3 separate regions of the Mus musculus genome follow, and all the other regions are linked to region 2. Evidence: chromatin contacts called from public Hi-C and promoter capture Hi-C data. All regions are on one chromosome and are shown on one strand. The core of a region is the stretch at or near the end of the contact, and the rest is flanking DNA. Distances in the headings are between cores, read along the strand shown. Region 1 holds the start of Kat6b (K(lysine) acetyltransferase 6B). Region 2 holds the start of Rtraf (RNA transcription, translation and transport factor). Region 3 holds the start of Vcl (vinculin).

Region 1 (3,468 bases), core at 171-2,670, 1.7 Mb after region 2:
GTGTTACAAGTCTTCTGCTCTCCCCTCTTTTTTTTTTTTTAATCTGCTCTCCCCTCTTTTTTTTTTAATCTTTCATTCACCTCTGCCTTTTGTCCTGGCTTCTTCCTCACCTTGCTGCCAAGCTCAGAAGCAGAGGAAGCTCGCACACCAGAGTAGCCTTTGTGCATTTCTGTCTGCATGTGACAGGGCTGCTGCTGCTGCTAAGATAAGAACTGAGATTATTGGGTCTAACAAAGTACCTACATAGTTGAACAGTAGTTTCTAACGGGGAGTTGAACTCTGCTGCAGGAGTGGCAGTGGCATGAAAATGAGTCATTCAGGGCAGGGAGACTGAAATTCCTGCTCTTTGACATCCTACATCTCCTCATCAGGGGCCCCAAGAACGTCCTGATTCAAGGACAGAACTTCAGGCAACAGGTGGTTTTTCACCCCGGCCACCACACGGGGAAACTTGGCTTTCCCAGGGACATAGGTTTGTTTCCCTTCTTCCCAAAGGTCTGGGAAGAGAAACTGTTCAAACTCTGTTAGGAGGAGCCTTTTCTCAAGTCTACCTTTCTCATACTCTCAAGTATCTCTTACCAGCATCCCACCCAACTCTGGGAAGAGCAGGACGTTTTCTCCAGAGTCCGGAGGGCGCTGCAAGGCATGTGGGCACCTTTAGAGTAGCCTTGCCTGGGCGGCCAGAGGATCCCCCAGCCTCCCTCGTATGGGCCTCAGGAACTCCGGGGGCCCAGGGGAAGCCTGGAAAACCGAACTTCGCCATCAGCTTTCCTTACAGCGCTGGTTGGAGACGAGGGAAGGGCCCCCCAGCGGTCGCCCCCCGCCCAACCCCAATGTTATCCAGCTGCACAGTCCAGGAAGCACCCAGAACGCAGCTCCGAGCTCGCCAGCCTCTCCCGCAGGCCGGGAGAGGGCATCCTGAGGGGCAGCTTCCCTCTCCAGCCTGCGTCTGACATCCCCACTCCCACCCGAGGATGCCTGTCCGCAGTCGCTGAATGTCACTGCTCCCTCTTCCTCCTGATCAGGGTAGAGACAGCTCCTGAGGCATCCCCCACCCCAAAACTGCCGCGGTCGCCCGAGGGTACAAGACCCGGGAGAAGGACGAAGTTTGGGGCCCACGGCGGCGGGAGGGGGGGCGCGTTTAAGAAGACCGCACCTCAGTCCCAGACCTGGCGGACACACTCCCCACCCCAAAACAGCCCAGGCGTCCCCATCCTTTCGGACACCGGCATCCCCGCCCTCCCCTGAGGGCGGTGAGCGGAGCCCCCCGGGGCGGAGGCAGGTACCCCCGGGGCGGAGACTGGGGCGGGCGGGGTCCGGGCTGCGCCCCCGGCCGGGCCAGGCGGGCTAGCGGGCGGCGCGGGGGGAGCGGGGCTGGGCGGCGCTGCCTCGGGCTCTGTGCGCTGCAGCCCGGAGCCGAGGAGGAGGAGGCGGAGGAGGAGAAGGAGGCGGCGGCGGTGGGTCCCGGGCGGGGGGAGCGCGGCGCTGCGGACCCGGGCGGCTGGCAAAGGACGAGGCGGAGGCTGAGGAAGGCAGCGGGGAGACCCGGTCTGCAGCAACAAAGGGCAGCAAGCGATTGGCCGGGCTGGAGGCGAGGTTAGCCGGGGACCGGGGTGGCCGGAGGCAGCGGCGAATAGTGCACGTGCTTGCAGACACGGGCGAGTGCGGAGCCGGGGGTGCACACCCGGTGGGTAGGGGGCTTGCTCCCCCTCCGTATGGGATGGCGAAGAGGCTGCAGTGAGATCGTTCCGCCTGCACCCGGCCTGAGGCTGGCAGGGTAGGGGGTATGTGAAGGGGGTAGGGTGCAAGCCAGGGGGCGGGCGAGTAGTCGCCCGGGACAGGACAGGAGAGAGGGTGGAGGAGGGGGCTGGATGGAACGCTCCGGGCGGCGCGCCCGTCCGCGCGCTCCTCGGCGGGAGCAGGCGACTGAGAACCTCGAATTTTAACTTCGCGTGCCCGCCCGCGCGCGCCCGCCTGCGCCCACCCCTAAATCCTGCGGCCGCCGCCAGCGATCAGCTCTCACACAAACTTTAGCTGCGGGCTAGGGGCTTTGGGGTTGAGTGGGGGAGGGGAGAGGAAAAAAGGCTTCTGATTGGCGTCGTGTACAGCCAATAAGGCCAAGCGCCTCTCCTGCGCCTAGATCCAATCCATTTCTAGAGGTAGAGGGGGCGGGTAGGTGGAAGTAGAGGTGGCGCGGTGTCTGTGAGAGAGAAAAAGGGCTGGACCAATAGGTGCCCGGAAAAGGCGGGCCCCGCGGTCTGTTGATTGGTACTGGCAGTCGACCCTCCCTCGGGGTGGTGCCGGAGGTGGGGGGGGGGAAATGATGGGTCGAGAGGTGTGTCTATGTGGAGGCGAGATGACCGGCAGGAACTTGCCCCAATGGGGGGCAGAGTGTTTAGCGAGCGGGTGACGGACAGACCCGTAGGCCAACGGTTGGCCCTAAGTGTTCGTGCTCTCGTCCAATGGAACGGCGCCGGGGCGGGGCCGCGTCTTGGGTTTAATGAGACTCCATTGGGCTGTAATCAGTGTCATGTCGGATTCATGTCAACGACAACAACAGGGGGACACAAAATGGCGGCGGCTTAGCTCCTACCCCTGGCGGCGGCGGCAGCGGTGGCGGGCGCTACGGCACCTCCTCCAGGCGGCAGCCGTAGCTTCTTTCTCAGGCAGATTCAGCGCCCCCGGCAGGCGCGGTGGTGGTGGCGCGCGGCCAGGTCTGTCACCCACCCCGCGCGTTCCCAGGGGGAGGAGACTAGGCGGGCGGGGGACCGACGGGGGGGTGGCCTGGGACCCTCGACGCCCCTCCCACAGGCCCCTGCGCGAGGGTCACCGCGGGGCCGCTCGGGGTCAGGCTGCCCCTGAGCGTGACGGTAGGGGGCGGGGGAGAGGAGGGAGGAGGAATAAGCTCCGCCCCTGGCCGAGCCTACGGGGCAAGGGGCGGGGCTCAGGAATGGAAGGGCGGGGCAAAGTCGGGAGGGGCGGGGCAGAGGGATTCTAAGGCTTGGGCTGGGAGGGGATTTCTGTGCAAGAGTGAACTGGTAGGATGGATGGAGGGGTCGGACGAGGGCGTGGGCAAGATTAAAAGAACGGGAGATGAGATGGGAAACGGGAGGTGTAGAAACAGGTGTAGAAGGGGGTGTAGGGAGGGGCGAAATTTTGGTGGAAGTGGGAAGGGTACCTAGGACTGTGTGAGGGCTGGTGAAGTGCTGCAGACTGGCGAGATTGCCGTTAACTGGGGACACACTAAGGATGAATTTGGGTGTGGTAAATGAGAGAGTATTGCTGAGTTGGTGTTGGTTCGTCTTGGGGATGGGTTCATGAGGCGGGTACAGTTTCTTTGGTGGAAGAATCAGGCTGAATCCTCATGTTGGCATAGGATAGTGGTTTGCTGGCCCATGGTAAATGAAACATTAAGAAAACAGAAGGAAGGATGGATTAGTTAAGTTTGGGAGATTTTCTAAGGTAGCA
Region 2 (3,872 bases), core at 1,002-3,501:
TGTTGATGACACTGTAATGACATAATGTGGTTTTTTTTTATAGAGTTTGGAAACAATTACTCCTGAAAGAATATTACTAAAATTAAAATAAATCAATGTGAAACAATTCTAGTCACAAGATCATCCACAGAGCGCTTTTAGGGGGCATCTGTACCTCACCTACAAGAATAAACATGACAGTTTCAAGTTTCAGGCATGGAAATGATGCTCTTAATGAGTATGTGCTAGTTTGAATGAGAATGGCCCCCATGGCTCATAGATTTGAATGTTTGGTTCACAGTGGGTGGAACTGTTTGGGAAGGATTAGGAGGTGTGGCCTTGCTGGTGGAGGTGTGTCACTGACGGTGAGCTTCGAGGTTTCAAAAGCCATGCCCACCCCACATCTTTTCCCTTCCCACAATTCCCAGTGAGCTCTCTGAGTCCTCCTTGAAGATAAGGATGCGAGTTCTCAGCTATGGCTCCGGTGCTCTGCCTGCCTGGTGCCACACTCCACACATGATGGTCATTGATTCACCCTCTGAAACTGTAGGGAAATCTCAGGGTAAATGCTCTCTGTTAGAAGCTGCTTTAGCCATGGTATCTCTTCACAGAATAGAAATGTAACTAAGACAAGGACTCAAAAGTATATTGCTGCATTTTCGTATCTAATGTAACTAAAGCTCCAAGAGACGTGCTGTGCTCTTCTGGCCTCTGCGGATACCCGACATACATATAAACACATACACACACATACATACATACATACAAATTATGTAGACAATCCTATTAAGGAATGCCGTGACATTTAGAAAATGATGTTTAATCCAAATACTGACAGCTCGGTTGGAGATAATATAATTTGCTTTAAAAATCAAAACAACAGAGTTTGAATCCATGGAGTTAGCTTTACTCACACTGATCACTATTATATCTTAAAAGAACATAGGAATTTTCAACTCAACATACAACGTTTACAAAAGTTCTCTGTGCTTCCTTCTACTTCCTGATTCATTACCTTTTCAAAGAACTTGGGCCAGTCACTGCTGTGGATGTTTCTCAAGTTACCTCTGTCTTCAATCTTGTAGTGTCTGATTTTCTGGTCTTCAAGCCAAACGATAAAGTTTCTAAATTCTGTTTCATCTGCAACGAAACATCATATATCAAGTCACTAAAAGCCTTTGTGATCCTTGGTGGCTTTCTAACCTGCAAACACTACATTAACTGACCCCGAGGGAAGTCAGCAAGAGCTCAAAGTTCAGACTGCAGAGCCATAGATACCTGGCTCACTGCAATAGACTCAAATTCTGGATGAGCCTCAGAAAACCGGATACACTTTCTAAGCTTCAGATTCTTCAGATACAAGATGAGGAAAACGGGACTTACTTCGTGGGGATGTTTTGAGTATTGAATGAATTAAACATGCAGGGCACAGTGTTTCCTATGTTTTATTAGAACTCTGGTTCCTTTAGAGTTTAAGGGGCATTGGGCAGGTAAAAACTTTGAAGCAAGCCAATAGAATAAAATAAACTAGAAATAAACGATTAAAGCACCCTGAATACAAATATTAAAAACTGAAAGCTAGGGGACAGTGTACAGTTACCGGGACGCACCTGCTTCCTTAGATCCAACCCCTCCAAACACCAAAACCCAAAACCCTCAGGAAAGATCCTCATTTTACTCGTCAGAAAACTGAGGTCTCAACCCCCAATTTCGGCTCTACCGCCACCCAGCAATCTTGAGCCAAGTAAAAGCCAAGTAAAAACCAGGACTGACCCTGATATGCTTCTGGAGACCAAACGCTGCCACCCCGCTTCTACCGGTGCGTCCTGCACAGCGGAATGAGGCCCTGGTCCCCGCCTCACTCTCAGTTTCCCACTGGCCCGCAGGACTGGAATATCTTTTTTTCTGAACGGTTCCACTTCCCTGGCAGCCGGCCACGAACTTTCTGCGCGCCCCGAAGGGCATCCCCGGTCCCCTCCCCTACCCCGCAGGTGCCCGCCGAGCCGCCCGGGGGCCGGGAAGCCTGCCGAGCGCCTCAGGGCAGCGGCTGCCGGGTCTGGGTCCGGGTCCGGGCGGGCTGGGGAGGCGCCGTCGCCGAACCCCGCGGCCGCCACCCACCTTTGCAGTTGAAGCCTGAGGGGTTGTGGTAATCCAGGGCCGTGAGCTTGCGTCGGAACATGGTCCCCGCTGCTCGCGCTGGCCGCCCGGGCCTCCGCCGGGACAGGAGAAGCGAGGTGAGGCGGGCAGCGCAGGCACCGGCGACGCGGCGAAGGGGCGGGGCGGTGACCGACGCTCCGACGGACGGCGGACGGAGCCAATCGCGGCTTAGGAACGCCCGCAGCCCGCAAGCGCTGGCCAATCATCGCTGCTGCTTAGGAGGCGGGGCCACGTCGGTGCACGTCGACGCTCAAATAAACTTTATTGTCAGCTTCCTAGTTGTACAATGGACCGAAAGCAGGTCTGAAGCTGCGATTCGTGGATCTAACTCCTTTTCTTGCAACAGTAGGCAAAACCAAAACCCAAAACCAAAACCAAAAAAAAAAAAAAAAAAAAAATGTCTGTACGCTTTCTCGAGTCGGCTATAGCTCTTATTGGCTCAGAGTTGCTGTTTAATATCTTGAGCGTATTAATTGCTCGTCTTTGAACGCTGGTAATACAAAGATCGAAAAGAAAGGTCCCTGCAGGATATTCTTTCGGACTAATTGGAGTGATGTGGAGATTAGATACAACCCCCATGCCATATTTCAGTTTGTCCCCAAACAGTGAAGTCAGAAACCGGGAACCTGCGTTTCCTTCTCCTCAAACCTCTCAGTCACTACCTTCAGTGGGCCACTAAGTCCTGCCATCTCTTCTCTCTCATCCTTTCTTGCCTTTCCTGATGTATTTTCCCCACTCTGTAACGCGACTGATAATCTAAAGCGCCCATTTAAAACTTTCTTCTTATCTTTTAGCAAAGCTGTCGGTGCTTATGATCTAAGTTGCATGCTTCCAGGTTTTTGGCCTCTTATCCAAATATGCAAAAGCAAAATAGTTTTATTTGAAGCAATGCTATAGTGCAAAGTTACAGAATGACAGCAGGCAACGCGAGCAAAAGTACCAAGTACCTCAGGCTACAGCCTGGGTCTCTTCACCGGTCAAGAAAAAGGAGGCGCTGGTTACTAATGTGAATGATCCTTTATTTCAATTGATAGATCAGGTTATACGATCATTTCAATACTGCTCACGTCCCTTCCAATAATGCATCTGGCTTTAATCACATGCACAGGCATATGAGAGTAAATAAGAGATTCTTCTTAAAAGCTTATTAGAGGACATAGTTTCCCCTTAATTGTGCCTATACCCCAAGCAAGTTCAGGCCATCTTGACCCTTCTAATCTTTATACCCCATACATTGGGAATATACTTGAATAAAAACTGTGTAGGTGTGATTGGTACTAGGGGTGAAGAAACATTATTATTTAGAGGTAGAAGTATATATAATCTGGGGAGGTTAAGGGAGTTCCGAGGTGCCAGGTAAATTGTTTGGAGAATTTTTGGTTGTGTGTGTGTGTGTGTGTATGTGTGTGTGTGTGTGTGTGTGACTTACCAATGAAGGAACAAGGCTGCCAAGAGCATCATTGTAAGAGGGGCTATGTGAATAACCAGAAACAAATTGGGGTTCCAAGCTATCCTCTCTCCCATGCTTGCCTGCCTCAGGAACTGCCTGCTGTGCTCTAGAGACAATCAAATGCTCCTACTGGATTTAAGACCCTTCCCATTCCGTTACAAATTGTTTTCCAGATACAGGCGAGCAGTGATGAGCAGGACAGACTGGCTGTCTACTTTGATTCCATTTAAAAGACCAAAAAGGGAGGGTGGGAGGGACAAAAGAGAGAAACAGTGGCTTGGAGATA
Region 3 (3,696 bases), core at 706-3,205, 1.1 Mb after region 2:
TCTTTCTTCCTAGCAACTAAGAGAAGAATTACAAGTTAGTGGAGTGGAGGGGTTCCCAAGTTCTGGGAAGGTTTGTAGTTAACCCCAAAATCCCTCTGTCCAGGAGATAGGTCATTAAGTAATAAGCAAAACACAATGATGAACTGAGAGACTCCAGAGAAAGAAGTCTGACGTTGAATGGCCCAGGAAGCTCTTATCAAAGGCAGACAGAAATGAGCTCCCTCCTGTACAGCTTTGTTTCAGTTGGAGGCAGAGCCTCTGCATTCATGGTTATTTATTAAGGTGGTTTTGTTTGTTTTGTTTTTGAGTCAGTGTCTCAAGCAGCCCAGGCTGTCATCAAACTTGCTAGGTAGCCGAGGAGGACCTTGAACTTCTTCTAATCCTCTTGCCTCCAACTCCTGGGTGACAGACAAAATTATAGGTGTGTATGAACACCATGTCCTTGTTTTGTGATGCTAGAGGCTGACCTAAAGCTTTGTGTATGGTAGGCAAGTACTAAAGCTTTGTGCATGGTAGGCGAGTGCTCTTTACCAACTGAGCTCATCCCCACCTCAAGAGAAAGTTCAAGACTTGGTAACCACAGAGCAGAAACGGGGGTATGTACTGCTAGACACACAGAACTTTAGAGCTGGGTAAGACAACATGTGGCTTGGCCTTCTGCAAAATGTGACATCCTGAGAAACATTTTTCTTTGACTTGAGGATCTTTCATTTGAAGGCATTAATGAATGTGTTTCCTCTCAGAATGAGGAAGCTTGGGCAAGAGAACTTGAGGTTAGGAAAACATGCAGATGTCTTAAATGTGGTGAGGGGATTGGGCAATTTGGCCCTACTTACAGACTTGTTAAAAAGTATCCACTTTTGAATTTTCATTTCACTTTTTTTTTTTTTTTGAGATGGGGGTCTTGTCATGTTGCTCAGACTGGCTTGGAACTCCTTCCTCAAATGATCCTCCTAACCCTGCCTCTGGAGTGCTGTTGTAACTACAAATAGATGCTCATCACAACCACAAAAGGACTACCCCTCCAGGATGGCCTCAAACTTTCTTTGTAGTGGAGTATGACCTTGAACCCCTGATCCACTTCCCTAGTGCTGCTGGTATACGGGCCCACTCTATCAAGGCTGATTTTGCGTAGTGCTGGGAATCAAACCTAGGGCTTCTTACATTCTAGGCAAACATTTTAGCAACGGAACCAGACCTAAGTAGATTTGCAAAAATGGGATACCAGTCGCTAAAACAGAAGGTGGCAGACAGACTTCTACTCACCAAAAGCGAAAGATTAGCAGGTAAATTTCATTAAGTCTCTAGTTCTACGGAAACGTTCCTATTTATTTAGAAAACACGTATTTGCAAGTGAACGTGTACACGGAGGTCTAGAAAGTGCCACACCAAACTTAACTGTGACTATCCGAGGGCAGATAGTACAAATCAATGGGTACTCATGTTTCTCGGTGTGTTTTTGTTGTCTGGATCTTTTTACTTCCTCGTGAATTACTGGGAGGTGACGGAACAGTGTTCTGACTGCGTCCGGTGACGGTAAAGGGGAGCACCCTGCGGGGAGACCGGGGGAAGCCGAGGTCCCCTCTCTCTGGCGCTGCCTGAGGTGAGGATATCCCGCCCTACTGAGGTGATCCTGCGGAGGGGCGGAGCTCCGCCACTCTGAGGCGGGAGGCGGCTCCTGGGGGCGGGGCCAGTCCAGTGCAGTCGCTCGCTCCGCTCCCACTATGCCCTTATAAGGAGCGCCCCGCGAGAGGGTTCGGGAATCCGGTCGCAATCCCTGCGGCGCAGCCCCAATCCCAGGCCCCTCCCTTGGGAATGGGGGCGGGGCGGGACCTTAGCGGCTCTGCCTTGGGGGCGGAGCTTATCGAAGTAAGACCAATAGGAGCCACAGTCCGGCTCTGAGTTGCGTTACCATTGGGCGCGGCGACGTGAGAGGGCGGGGCGCCTGTGGGGCTAGTTACGCCGAGGGAAGCCCGGACTCTAGTCGCCGCTCCGAGTCAGTCACTCGCCGCCGGCTCCCGGCCCTACGGATCCCAGTTTTCTGTTGCCCGCGGTACGCCGCCCCGCTAGCCGCCGCGATGCCGGTGTTTCACACGCGTACGATCGAGAGCATCCTGGAGCCGGTGGCGCAGCAGATCTCGCACCTGGTGATTATGCACGAGGAGGGCGAGGTGGACGGCAAAGCCATTCCTGACCTCACCGCGCCCGTAGCCGCCGTGCAGGCGGCCGTCAGCAACCTCGTCCGGGTGAGCGCGCCGGGCCTGGGACGGGAGCGCGGGCGGGAGAAGTCCCCAGGGTCCCGGTCCGCCTCGCTGCTTGCATTCGCAGGCGCTTGGAGCGTCGGGTGGACTCCAGGGCAGGTGCCGTGGTTTCGAATGCCGATTTCTCTGGGCTGTGACCTTGAGCAAGCCACTGAGCCTGTCGGGGACCTCAGTTTCCTCATCTATAAAATGGGACACTTGTGTGAGAAATCCTGCCTTGGGGCTGTGCTGTGAAGAGTCAGCGAGCTTTTAGTTGTGAAGTGCCTAGGGTGTGTGTGCCCGTAGTAGGCGCCCAAGAAATGGTCGTTAGGTTGTCTCACGGTCCCTCCCCTGGGCAGGCTCGCGTCACTTGCGTTGAGTACCTTGCTCTTAGCTCCTTTTTAGGCCTCTCCTCTCCAACCTGTGGGTGGTTTCTCTTATGGTCTCCCTGCCCTAACTTCCAAGGATTCTTATTTGCACCGGGCTGCTCGCCTTTCTAATACTTCTGTCCCCTGAGACCCACCTGCCCAACCCTCCCCTGGGATCCTGGTGTCTGTCGCTTCTACCCAACTGCTTGGCTTCTTCCTCTCTCTGTCGCCGCCTCCTTTCCTTCGGGGCATTTTGCTCACACCTCCGGGGACTCTTAGCACCTTTAGACAGTAATTCATAACCAGGAGCCCTGCTTGCCCTCTGCCTGACCCCATGGCCGTCATTTTATTCCTTCCATGAAGCTGTCTATCCATCTTTACTGCTGTCAAATGGCTTTCTTTCACTGGGGCCTTTCCAGATTTGGGGGGCCTCCTCCTCTGCCCCTCCTTCTGGCAGGAAGCAAGATGGAGCTGCTGTGAGAGGCCTGTGGAATCTGGGATCTGCAGCCCCTGCCTGAGGGGAAGGCTAGGGCGTTCTTTGCCAGTCCACACTTTTCTGCCTGCCCCTAGCTATTTATCGATCTTTGTAGCCCACTTCTGAAATGGGAAAAGAGATAGAGAGACTAGTCTCGTAACTGTACCCTGGCTAATGTCACACTTGCTCCAGGCTGGGTGTGACTCAGACTGCTGTTCCCTGTGAAGAACAACTCAGGAAAAAGTTCATACTGCTTTCCGAACCAAGCTGTGTAAATGGTGTGTCAGGGTAGTTGATAGGTAACTGTCTGTCGGGTGGGGCTTGTGTTATTTATCGGATTATAGGACTTTAACGCATGAAATGACTTCCTGGGTCTTCAGGGGCCTGGGACTGTCTCAGGCATTTTAGGAGACCTGTGGCAGCAAGTAGGAGGGGGAGGGGGAGGGGAGAGGAGGGAGGGAGAGAAGGGAGGGCGGAACTAGGGACTGAAATTTCTGTTCTTCTGTACTGATTAAGTAAGAAACTATTGAGTAGGAGCAGTGTACTCATTCAGACTGTCTATCTTGTTCTTGTTCTCTTTGTAGCTAATTTTAATCTTAGACCCCAGAGTACA

What was found. Promoter capture Hi-C pulls out the DNA fragments that hold promoters and counts their contacts. Hi-C and Micro-C count contacts between places; a contact is called where the count stands out from the background.
Region 1: a contact with region 2 is called in a Hi-C map of B cells, with 6 read pairs. The contact joins the promoter of Kat6b here to the promoter of Rtraf in region 2. A contact is called at or near these places in 2 of 39 promoter capture datasets (erythroid cells and pre-B cells) and 1 of 484 Hi-C or Micro-C datasets (B cells).
Region 3: a promoter capture Hi-C map of pre-B cells shows a contact between it and region 2, with 4 times the contacts expected there. The contact joins the promoter of Vcl here to the promoter of Rtraf in region 2. A contact is called at or near these places in 2 of 39 promoter capture datasets (liver and pre-B cells) and 1 of 9 other capture datasets (adipose tissue).

What each region holds. Positions count from the first base shown.
Region 1 is chr14:21,498,365-21,501,832 of GRCm38.p6, forward strand. Kat6b (K(lysine) acetyltransferase 6B) reads left to right here and starts at 1,421. Exons shown (of 17, transcript NM_017479.3): 1 at 1,421-1,596.
Region 2 is chr14:19,821,572-19,825,443 of GRCm38.p6, forward strand. Rtraf (RNA transcription, translation and transport factor) reads right to left here and starts at 2,252. Exons shown (of 8, transcript NM_026528.3): 1 at 2,098-2,252; 2 at 995-1,119. The coding sequence starts at 2,158.
Region 3 is chr14:20,927,443-20,931,138 of GRCm38.p6, forward strand. It overlaps Vcl (vinculin), which reads left to right and starts at 1,956. Exons shown (of 21, transcript NM_009502.5): 1 at 1,956-2,246. The coding sequence starts at 2,079.